Linked DNA regions of Mus musculus: region 2 is linked to region 1. The links are chromatin contacts, called in public promoter capture Hi-C maps. All regions are on one chromosome and are shown on one strand. Each heading gives the region's core, a stretch centred on a gene start, on an enhancer-like site or on the middle of the called end of the contact. The rest is flanking DNA. Distances are from core to core; before and after follow the strand shown.

Region 1 (6,120 bases), core at 1,418-3,917:
GTTCGAGGCCAGCCTGGTATACATAGTGAGTTTCAAAACAGCCAGGGCTATGTAGAGAGACTCTGTCTCAAAAACATTATTTTCATTTTTTTTAAAGCCAGAAATACGATTCACACATTTCTACTAGAATTAGGATGTGGAAAAACACTGTCTTTAACCATATCCTTTTATTAAGCTATTTGCATACTTTCATGGGGCTTGGTGATAAGGGAGTTCTCACCACCACCACCCCCATACACACACAGCACCCCTGACAGAAAGGAAGGTGGGTTTCATTCAGCAAGTGTTGCAGTGGCTAGGGTAGGTATCCCAGTGCAGGCTAATAGAATCTATGGCAGAGCCAGATCGCCCACTAATGAAACGGAGGACAGTGTTGGGATGCAAGGGAACAGCGTTGAAACTTGTGCCTGAGGCTTTTCCAAAAGGCAGGTAGCGGCCCTTGTCCGTCACGAAGATCATCTGCTTCACGTATGATTTGTACTTGCCAGACACCTGGATCACAGATTCCCCGGGGTGCAGAAAGATCTCCTCCAGGTCTCCCTGTGTGCCACCTACATAGTCACTCCACACTGTGCCATAGCGCACCTGGAGACTGGAGGCAGGGGTGAGAAGAGAAGAAGGAACACATTGGACATGATTATCAAAATTCAAGACCAGGCTGCCGAGATGCCTCAGCTGGTAGAAACGCTTGCTGCGAAACCTGACAACCTTAGTTCAACCCCTAGGACCCACATGTGGAGGGAGAGAACCCCATTCCCACATGGCTTCCACACGCACAATGAGGCGTTTGAACACCCACACACATTGTGCACACCAGCATAACAAATGAAAAAAGATTTCTGACCTGGAGAGATGGCTCAGAGGATAAGAGCAGTGACTGCTCTTCCAGAGATCCTGCGTTCAAATCCCAGCAACCACATGGTTGCTCACAACCATCCATAATGGGATCTGATGCCCTCTGCTGGTGTGTCTGAAGAGAGCAACAGTATACTCGCATACATAAAAATAAACAAATAAATCTTAAAAAAATAAAATAAAATCAAGACTTCTTCGACTACATGCTGAGAACTTCAGGCTGGTGACAAATTCCATATGTTATAAAGGCTGCGTGAGCCCTAGGAGACCATGCAGAGAATCTTAGCCTCTCTTTTTAATGGCAAATAGGCTTGTGGAACGAAAGTTAGTTTCTCAGGGTCACTTAGACAACAAGAGTCTGAGTTTGCTCACAATACACACTTCAAAGAGGCCCGAGGATTTCAAACACCAGAAGACTGCCCAGGCCAGACAGGGAAGAGACAAGCCAACAACTGGCTCATGGTTCAGAACATGGAACAGAAAGAAATACATTTGGCTCTTCATGTGATGGAAGTTTCCAGCTGGAGGGTGGGATAGAACTATTCCAGGACAGACAACAAGCAGGGACAAAGGATGCTCAACAGAAATGTTGGAAATAGGTTTAAACCAAAGGTGAAATCCAACCCAGGTAATGTAAGGCTCCTGGGTGTTTGTGATTACAACGTGCCAAGGTGTGCACAGGTGCGACCCAAGGTCAGCGAGAACTTTCCAACTTAGCAAGGTCCTAGACAGATCCCAACGTACAGAAACGCAGAGACTCTTACCCTACTATGTAGTATCTGTTGACCCGGATACGGAAGGCGGTGATGGGGCCGTCCAGCTGGTTGCCAGAATGAGAGAATCGCTTTCCTCCTTTACCTCCATACTCTCCACTGTAAGAGGATGTCCTGGACTGAACTAGAGGGGAAAGAAAGGCCTGGAGGCACAGATGCTCTGGGAGCACAGCTGTCCCCCATACCCTCCTGCCTCCCACCACCCAAGCCAGCCTCTGACAATCCTGGCCAGCGGCAGTACACGGGCTGCCTTCCCATGATCTCCCTGTGGCATTTCACTTACTGGAATTAGCAGAGGCCGAGGCACAAAGAAGGACTAAGAGGGCGACGGCCAACATTCTGAGGCTGCGGTGGGAAGAAAGTTAAAAAGAAAGCTCATTCCGTGATGTGACTGTGGCTACTCGTCTCTCCAGATCCAAAAGAGAATCCTAACTTCCTTTCAGTCTGTCCAGCTGAGTCAAGCCTTCCTCCATCCCCGCACAATAAACAAGAGAGCTTTCTGAAGAGGAAGTAAAGGCCATCTCCAGAGTCCTGAGGCAGTTGAGTTGGTGAACCAAGAATCTGAGCAAAACCTACCTGAAGTCATCTAGTCTATGAAGTATCTGAGGCACACTTAAGTCTCTAGCATCATTCTACTCTTAAATCAAGGCAAAGAAGATTTTAGAGGTGCCTCCATGTGACCTTGGGAGCAAAGGAGATGACAGAAGACACTGTGCCAACGACAAGGGTCTGAGAAGACCTGGTGGAGCTGAGAGAGGCTAATAGGAGGGATATGTGTGAGCTCAAGACATCAGATCCCAGGCAACTTGTCTGTGTATCATAACCCTGTCTCCACCAGCCAAACTGTCCATATCCATCCCCCCAAGCATCCCTCAGCCAAAACCAGACATCTTTGCACTCCAAAGCAGCTCACATCCAGGAGCTGATACCCAAGTCTCCCCTGCTACAGTCCAGGCATTGTCTTTTCTAGCTCATCTCTGAGTATCTCCCAACTTACCTTTCCCCTAGAAGTTGCAGATGCTAGTCTTCTAGAAATTTCCAGAGCTTTTATACCAGGTCCAAGCCCTCCCACTGTTCTTTATCCTGTGAACCTCACCTGCTGAGCAAACATGATCAGCTTCTTAGGGTCAGGTGTCAAGCAGGCCTGGAACATCTTATCCTGCCTCTCCCGCAAGGGTTACAGGTGGCAAGGTGGGGTCCACTCTAGACAATGTGCCAGGTTTGTGAAGAGACAATTTGCTAAAAGTCCACCTGAAGGGTGGGGAAAGCAGTTAGTATTTAAAGAGTGTGATTAATCCAGACATGGTGGCTCATGTCTGTAATACCAACATTTGAGGGGTGGGGAGAGGGTCATGAGTTCAAGGCCAGGCTGGGCTGTAGATGAGACCCTGTCTGAAAACACAAACAAACAAATGAGAATGTAATCCAAGAGCTGTAGGTATTCATCCCTGAGAATCAGTCCTTGCCCTAGGTCAGCCCCAAGAACTGACCCCAGGTAACTGTCAACCTCAACAGTCATTTGTGATACATCTTCTCCTAGAAAACAAAATCACTTTCAACTCTGAGCAGTGCCAAATATTTGCCTGATAATTTTTCTCTATTTGTTGGTATTATATTATGAAAAAATCTAATTATAAAGCTTAAAAAAATAAATAGTGAGCACCTATATCACAAAGTCTGATGTTATTAATGCTTTGCCATGCCTGGGCTATCTGTCCTTCATCCTTACATCTACCCATCCTCAGTCAGACACTTCTCAAGTCTTTTTTTCTCTGAGAAGGGGAGCCTGGGGCTACAAGTGGGCAGTCCAATGGGCATGTGGGAAGCAGAGGGACAGAGTTTATACAAGTCCTCCTCTGCGAATACTTAGACACTCTGTGAGGACTAGACCCTCAGGACCTCCAGGCACCATGGTTATAGATCACCAGAGTGAGCTGTCCCTTTCCTTAGGTCTGAAACACCTCAGATCAATGCTGTTGATTTCTTCTTCCTTTAGGTCCTTCCCTTCCAAGGCTGATTTCCTCTTGATCTAAAGTCCCTAGACCGGACCCCTAAGTACTAGTACTTGAGACCCTGTTAGACCAGCCCTGTGATCCCTGAGTCACCAGGACCTTCCCAGCAGAGAGGTTGGAGCCTAGGGAGGAGCTAGAATAAGCAGTGTCAGGCCTTAATGACCCGCAGTCAGGAATTCAGAGCATACACCCCTTGCCTTGCAGGCTCACCATCTGGGACTGAAAACTCATCCCAGATAGCTAGAGTCCTGCCCTGAGGAACCAGAAATAGGGCAGGGCTCCTGGTGATAATAGATCCCAGGAATAGAGCCAGACAGCCACCACTATTCCACCTCCCCTTCCTCTCCTCTTCTCCATGTTCAAGAGTATCACTGGCCTCACTCCCCTCGTTTTCTGTCCATTCCGCTGCTTTTCGTTCCCATTCTGCGTATGTGCTGATGTTCCCCACATTTCCGACTCTAAGTTCCTTTGTTTTTATTCTTTCCCTTCCCTGGACATAGCCACTGGAGTCTTCACTTCCTTACTTCCCGTCTCTCCCAAGCCCTCCCTCTAGCGTCTTTCCTCTCAGTGTCATCTGGCTCTCTCTTTTTGTTATTGGGGCACATCATACACACAGTCTGATACCAAACCCTGGGGGGATATGCTTGTATTTCTTACATGACATACCCAGGACCTTTGGGACAGAAGTCTACCTAACTTGTCACAGTTTCAATCTATTGCTCTTACTCTTCCTATGCGGAGTCAGGAGCGCCCCACCTCCTCAACCTGGTTCTGAGGTTTCCTTACAGCAAGTCCTTCTTCCCGAAGTCTAAGAGATTCCTCTGGTGGGACGTATCTCAAAATCCCTCCCTGATCTGTTCAGAGACAAGGAGGTCATCACAAAGCTATGGTAGGTAACTCTAAGATTGCATCTGAGCTGGTGACTGAGGCATTCAAAGTCAGGAAAAGTCTACAGGGTAGACTCACAGGCTGCTATCTCAGTAGCCTCCGTTGTCCGGAGGTACCTGTAACCCGGGTTCCATCCAAAGCCCACTTGCCCACTAATTCTAGATGATGTGCTATAAACCTCACCTCATCCCTGGTTCTACAATGAACCGCCAACACCTTCCAAAGCTTTCTGCTACTGCAGGATTACTGACATTCCTCCTTTTCCTCTGTTCCCTTGGTAACGAAACAAACTCAACCTATGTTGATGACTATGTTGGAGACCCCATTTTGCCAGAGAGGTAGCAAGGGAGCCAACAGCCTACTTCAGAAACCTTCTGTTCCAATGAGAGGAATTGGACAAATTGATGTTAGTATAAAATATGTCAAAGCTATGAAGCAATGAAAGAAGGGGGTGTGAGAGGATAGAGGGCATTAGGGGAGCAGGGAAAGCGAGCTGTGGAGCTGGGAGGTCTCTCTGCTCAGATAGCGACGGGGAAGACACTAGACTAATGTGACAAGAGAAAAAGTGGGTGTTTGTGTGAACACTGATCCATATAGAAACTTCAAACCTGGGCAGTGAGTGTGTGAATCTGAAAAGCAAGGGGGTGGGATGATGGCGGTGTGCACAGGAAGCCAGCAGGAGGTGCCTTCTCACCTGGTGAGAAGCAGGTGATGGCCGCTGGTGACAGCTGGCAGCCCCTGCAGGCAGGCATACAATGTTGGGGTTAGGAATTTGGCTGCTATATTGTGTAGAGTATTTTTATTTGAAGGTGTGAAGAAATACTCTCTGGATTTTGGTAAAGTGGAGGAGGGACTGGAAAGTGTAAGGAAAGTGGCATGATTCTCTATTTCACTGTTTCTCCCTCCCTTCTTGAATTGCCATGGAGACCAGAGTCTGCCTAAGAGAAGCAGCCCTGTCCTCTTGGTGCAAACTCAGACCCCATGATAGAGGTCTACCTCGCACTCTACCAGAAGTAAAAAGGACAAGTTTAAAGATGTTGCTTGACTTTGTTTGCAGTCCTAGCCCCAGGCAACACTTCATTTCATCAAACATTACAAGTGAGGCAAGATAGGAAGACAGAGAATTAAGGGGACAAGAGAAAGGAAGAGAGCCCCCCCCCCCACGCTCTTGGATCTCGTTTAAATTTCCCATTGGTGGTCTGATGAGATGGATCAGTGGTTAAGAACACTGACTGACTGCTCTTCAAAGATCCTGAGTCAAATTCCCAGCAACCACATGGAGGCTCACAACCATCTGCAGTGGAATCTGACACCCTCTTCTGGTGTGTCTGAAGACAGCTACAGTGGACTCATACACATAAAATAAATAAATCTTTAAAAGTTTTTTTCCATTGGTTAAGAGTCAAGAAATTTGACAAAACTGATCAAATCCCACAAGTCTCTAGGAACTATTCTCTCTTCTCCTAGAAGGATCATAAACAGAATTATTAAAGCAGCTAGCCAGCCATGGTTAAGAGCAAAACAGGTATGATCCTTCTGTGTCCTGTGTATAGTAAGAATTCTTTAATCTTTAAACATCTAATTACATTCTT
Region 2 (6,120 bases), core at 1,504-4,003, 69 kb after region 1:
GATGCTGGGAGGTGAGTCCTGCGATGTGAGCATTGGCTCCGAGAGGCCAATAGGGTGAGTGGGAGGAACCTCCATCTCCAGCTCATGAAGAAACAGGAAGAGAGTCTGACTCGCCAAACATGGAGAGTCAGGGTTCCAGAAGTGGAGCTCGGAGTTCAAGGTCAGCCTGATCTACAGAGTGAGTTCTAGGATAGCCATGGCTACCCAGAGAAATCCTGACTCAAACAACAAAGAACAGGGACAAAGTTGAAGGCTCCCTCTCTACCCTGTTTCTGGCTACCAGCCCTTTGTGAAGGTGTTTAATCCCACAATCCTCTGGGAAAGACACTATTTTTAATTTACCAACAAGAAAGCTGAGCACAGCAAGGTGAAGTATGGGGTCTAGGTGGCATAGCTGTCAAGTGTCAGAAATGGGATTTTATGTAGGTGACTCTGGGGTCCCCTCTAAGCTCTGTGCTTGGGAGGCCACAGAGATGTCCATGAGGGGAGTGTGTGTGAGTGTGTATGTGCACGTGTGTGCACGCACACACATTTGAGCCTGTGTATAGAGGCCAGAGACTAATGACCAGTGTGCTTTTCTTTTTCAAGACAAGACCTCAGTGTGTAGCTCTGATCCTCTTGAAACTCACTATGTAGACCAGGCTGGCCTCAAACTCACACCTGGCTAATGTCTACTGTGTTTTTCTATCATTCCTGAGCTCAACTCAGGATCTGCCTACAACTCCCACCCCTCCGCCTCTTCAACACACCGAGTGTGAGCATTGCAGGCTAACTTTTGTGTGAGTCCTGGGGAATCTGAACTCATGCTGGTAAGGCTGGTACTTTACCCACTGAGCCCTCTCTCGAGACCCCATCCTTGAGTATGTGAGGTTTTTAATTTATTCTTATTAAGAATTTGGGTCTGGAGCCTGTGGTGGATCACACACCAGTAATGTCAGCACTTGGGAGGCTGGGGCTCATCGTAAGTTCAAGGTCACTCTGAGCTACATGAGTTGCAAGCCATGTTGGGCTGTGAATCAAGACCCTGGAGATGTGGCCCTGCATATCACTGAGGCTCAAAGGTTAAGTCCACACTGTTCTTGCAGAAGATCCAAGTTCTGTTCCTAGCACACACATCAGGTGGCTCACAACCGCCTGTAACTGTAGGGAGACCCAATGCCTATGGCATCTGGCAACCCCACACATGTGTGCATAACTCCTGCCATGCATAAACAGAATTTAAAATATTAAAAAAATACTCTGTCTTAGGAATAAACAAAACCAGGCACACCCCTTTAATCTCGGCACCCGGGAGGCATAGGCAGGAAGATTGCTGAGTGTTCCAGCCCAGCTAGGGCTCCACAGTGAGGACCTGTCTCAAAACTAAATGAATAATCAGAGGGGAAAGACAGTTCAGGAGGCCCCAAGCTCCATCCCCAGAGACGTACAAAGGTGGAAAGAAGAAGAGAACAACCTCTGAAAAGATGTCCTCTGACCTCCACACTGTGACACCTGACACCCCCACCACCATGCACTCACATACAATAATAAGTTTAAAAATTCAGAAACCCGGGTTGGATGAAAAATGCCATTATTGAACCCCCTTTCTCAGAAAAGGGAATCCATGGCTATTTTCTCAGAATTTCATATTCATGTTGGGCATCCATGCCCTCCCTGAACACCCACCCACAGTTCCTCAGTAAAGAACTCAGGAACCGGGACACTTGCAAAGGTGGTTGAGTTTCCCTACCACCCTGAAGCATCTTCCAGATGCAGAAACCTAGAATCCTTCTGGGTAACTTCCCAGGGTTCCCACAGCTGTGAATCCCCTGGCCTCAAATCCAGGGCAGTGTTAATGTTAGGAGGGAAAGGCAGACCAGGCAGAACACACGGGTTTGATCCCAGCACTTGGCAGGCGGCCGGCGGCAAATTTCGGTAAGTTTGAGGCCAGCCCGATCAGCACAGGCAACTCCCCAGATTCTAGCCAGACCTACAAATCCAGAGCAGGCTCCACAGGCAGGCCAGAGGAGTTGCATGCAAACCGGCAGGAAAGTGGGGAGGATGGGGGAGGAGGCCCCAGGGAGGAAAGGGAAACACAAAAGATTTAAATAAGAGCGGCAAACCTACTAGGGTGGAAGGTCTTAAGCATGCTGCGCAAGTGTCGACCACTGAGCTACACCCCAGACCCAATGCTACTGCAAGAAAAAGAGGCTGTGAGGCTGTAGAAGTCTTCCGATGGCCCTGCAGCCTGTCCTTGATGCACTCTAGGCTCAAGCAGGTGCTGTGAGTCCCAAGCCAGACTCTGCGGCCTGAGCGCAGTCTCCGACTTCATCCCCTCCCCGCCCCCCACACTCTACAGGGATGAGACCGGACTTTGCCTCCGCTTCTCTTGGCTGCTAACAAGGGACAGAGTCCAGGGCTGCTCCCCTTTCCAAACTCCCACTACCAGTCCATCTGACCCCAGCAGAGCAACCCCATCCATTCTGTTCCCAAGCTTCTGCCCTTCCGTAGGGCTCAACACAGAAAGAACCGCGAAGCAAGAGGAGGATTTTGGAGGTTCAAACAAGACAGAGAGAAGCGGACTTGGGAACAAGATCCAAGGAGAGGCCACAAGGGGTTCTTTAGAGAAGAGAGAGGGAGGCAGATGGCTGAAATAGGAAGAGGGACGGGCAGTAGGGGACATAGAAAACAGGAACACAGAGCAGAGACTTAGGTCACCTTCAGGGTCCATGGTGACTTGGAGCAGCCAGCGGGTCAGTGTGTTCACCACAGTTCAGGTCGAATGTTCCCAGAAGCTGAGGCTGGGGGTGGGGCTGCCAGAGAGAGGGGAGGGAGGGGCCGAGCTGGGTCAGTCCTTCCTAAGAGCCCTCACGGTACACCTCTTTGGACCCTCGCTGAGCCAGCCCCACTGCGAACCCCAGAATCAGTGGGAAGTGCTCAGCTGTGAGCACTTAGAAATTCTGACTCCTCTGGCACCAAACAGGCCCTGTTTTCTCCACTTCCAGCCCTGCTGGAGCTCCCTCGGAGTGCAGGGCCATGAATGCCGGACCTCACTCTCCTATGAGGGCCGGAAAGCCTTGTTAGTGGTGTGCTGGGAAAATCGTGGATCCCAGACCTGCACTCAAGCCCCAATTCCGTTCTCCCTAACCCCACCAGAGAGAGGCTCTCACTGTATAGATCCACCTCCTGTGTCCCCAGCCCGTGCTAGGATTAAAGCGCGCACAAGCACATGCGGCCCATTCTCTTTTTATCTCAAATTTTCTGAGGGACAGAGTAGGAACCCCACAAATATCCCCTCATCCCTCCCACTTTTCCTGAGAGCTGCAGTCTGAATGTGCTCCCCCAAAGTCAGTGTGTTGAAAACTTACCCCCCCAAATTTATAGAAATTTGGAGGAGGGGTTTTGGATGAGGCCCTAAGGGTGACGGAGGAGACTGTAGCATCAGTGACTTTGTAGCAGACTGAGAAATATTGCATGTTCTGGATCATATGTGGCTCCTAGCTCTAAATCTTTGGTCATGTATGTTTAACCTGGAGTACACGTGGGAGCCAGAAAACTAGAGATGGACCACAAGGGTGGATACCTAAGGGCTGGGTCAGGGAAATAAAGTAGAGAAGGATGGAATGGGGAAGGGTCAAACCTGGGGGAGGGAGCAAGGTTAGCCAAAATAAAAGGTATATGAAAAAGCTATAGGGAAACCATCTTCCAACCCAAGAAAAAACTATTAGTGAAGATAGTAGAACACTGAGATGTGAAACGAGAGAGAGAGAGAGAGAGAGAGAGTGAGAGAGAGAGAGAGAGAGAGAGAGAGAGAGAGAGACTCAGGGTTAAAGTGAAGAAAAGAGATTCAGAAAAGGGTGGGGGGAAGGGAAGCCCAAACTAAGCGTATATGAGGAAGCATTGCAGGAACCCACTGTTCTGAAAGCTATTTTTAAATATATAATATTTTTTAAATAGGGAGTTGAGCAGAAGTACCCTGCATGAGTGCTTCCCAGAAGACATGAATTATTAAATGAGAACCTCAGTGCCGGGGTGAGCCCTCTCCCTGTGAGTTACTGGTCAGTAAGGCTCCAGATGCTCCGAAAACAGCACACTACTGCTATTGCTCTTGGCTGTGCACCGTAACTACAGGGTGAGACTCGATTGCTGAGAATACCACTCCTAATGCAGAACATAACAAAATTAACCTTGAGCTGACCAGGAAACTTTCTCCCTGTTGGCTAGCCTGCACAATGCCATACAGGCTTCTGGGAGGGGAAAGACATGTATCTTACCTAGTGCTGGACCCATCACGCTGTAACTGACAGGATAGATGCAAGCGAGAGTGGTAGGGTACCCTTGACTCATGCCAAGGTTCCCATGAGAAATTACTCCACAAAACAGATCTAGTATAAGAGGTTTATTGGGGAGGAGAGAACATGAAGGAGATAGAGGCAAACTGACAGGCAGACAGACAAGGAAAGGGAATAGGAGAAAGAAACATGAGACAAGGCAGAGAGAGCAGAAAGAAGACACAGAGAAGGATCTGGGGTGTCTGGGAGCTCATACCTGGCACACCTGGTGGTGGCAGGTAATGATGTAAGCAGCCAGTAGGTCCCTGGGACCGGCCAGTGGGATCAGCTGTTTGCCAGCAGTAACACTGCCCTGTGGATAAGATATGACCTCTGATGTTATAGTGTGTCTTAGTCAGGGTTTCCTTTGCTGTGAAGAGACAGCATGATCAAGGCAACTCTTATAAAGAACATCATTTAATTGGGACTGGCTTGCACTTTCAAAGATTAGTCCATTATCATTAAGGCAGGAGCATGGCAGTACCCAGGCAGACATAGTGCTGGAGAAGGAACTGAGAGTTCTACATCTTGATCCCAAGGCAGGCAGAAGGAGCATCTTTAAAAAATCTTTTTTTAAAAAAGTCTGTGAGCCAGATATGGAACTACACAGCTTTAAACCCCATACCCAGAGAGCAGAGGTAGGCAGGTGGATCTCTGAGTTGGAGGTCAGCTTGGTCTACATAGTAAGACCCTCCCATCTCAAAAACAAAAAGATCTGGGCAGAAAGATGAAATGGAAACATCTAGGTTTTGTTTTGTTTTGTTTTGGAAAGTTAGTTATGTCAAGTGATGTTTTGCTGGAGTAGACACAAGTGAAAGGATGCTTGGATATAGCAGACAGGTGGAAGGACCTGTGATGAAGGCATAGAAATATGGCCCACAGACAGTGGGAGGAGTTTGGTTTGCTCCACCTCAATTTTCTTCGCATGTATTGGTTCGCCTTACAGTGTTGTTGAGCTCACTTTGTCATATGGCAACCATTGAGAGAAACTCACCCAAGAACTGCTCATGAGGTTCCTGTGGCAGCTTGCTGATGCCACAGCCTTGCCTCAGGCCAGCTGATGAGCCTGGCGGTTTCTTCAGGATTGAACTACAGCTGCCTGGTGTCTGCTTGCTGAAAGGACTGGACTGCAGCTGCTGGTTCATGTCTGGTGTCTGCCTGCCTAGAGGACCAGTCTGCAGCTGCTGGTCGTGTTTGGTGTTTGCTACAGGACTGAACTGCTGCCTAAGAAGATCGAGCTTGCCCCCAAAGAGCTATAGCTGAACAGATCCACTTCCTCCATATCCTAATAAATTTTCTCTTCCACTACTTCTGCTGGGTGGTTGAACCCTTATTAAAAGTAGGTTGCAATGGGCTGGAGAGATGGCTCAGCAGTTAAGAACACTGACTGCTCTTCCAGAGGTCCTGAGTTCAATTCCCAGAAATCATGTGGTGACTCACAACCATCTGTAATGGGCATCTGATGCCACCTTCTGGTGTGTCTGAAGACAGCTACAGAATACCCATATACATGAAGCAAATAAATCTTTTTTTTAAAGATTTATTTATTTATTTATTTATTTATTTATTATATGTAAACACACTGTAGCTGTCTTCAGACACATTTTCTTCTCACTCTGGCCCTGCTGGCTCGCTTGCTCGCTGTAGCTGTCTTCAGACACCCCAGAAGAGGGCATCAGATCTCATTATGGATGGTTGTGAGCCATCATGTGGTTGCTGGGATTTAAACTCACGACCTCTGGAAGAGCAGTCGGCGCTCTTAACCGCTGAGCCATCTCTCCAGCACTGCAAATAAATATTTTTTAATTTT

The links. Capture Hi-C pulls out chosen DNA fragments and counts their contacts.
Region 2: a promoter capture Hi-C map of adipose tissue shows a contact between it and region 1. The contact joins the promoter of Qprt here to the promoter of Zg16 in region 1. A contact is called at or near these places in 4 of 39 promoter capture datasets (the SN4741 cell line, embryonic stem cells, macrophages and 1 more), 1 of 15 datasets of contacts at CTCF or cohesin (large pre-B cells), 1 of 484 Hi-C or Micro-C datasets (bone marrow-derived macrophages), 6 of 115 datasets of contacts at active chromatin or transcription factors (CD8 T cells and embryonic stem cells) and 5 of 9 other capture datasets (adipose tissue, embryonic stem cells, liver and 2 more).

What each region holds. Positions count from the first base shown.
Region 1 is chr7:127,050,008-127,056,127 of GRCm38.p6, forward strand. Zg16 (zymogen granule protein 16) reads right to left here and starts at 2,668. Exons shown (of 4, transcript NM_026918.3): 1 at 2,626-2,668; 2 at 1,912-1,973; 3 at 1,620-1,752; 4 at 149-592. The coding sequence starts at 1,966. The coding sequence ends at 277.
Region 2 is chr7:127,119,276-127,125,395 of GRCm38.p6, forward strand. It overlaps Qprt (quinolinate phosphoribosyltransferase), which reads right to left and starts at 2,754. Exons shown (of 4, transcript NM_133686.1): 1 at 2,698-2,754. The coding sequence starts at 2,710. It also overlaps a transcript of Spn not described here.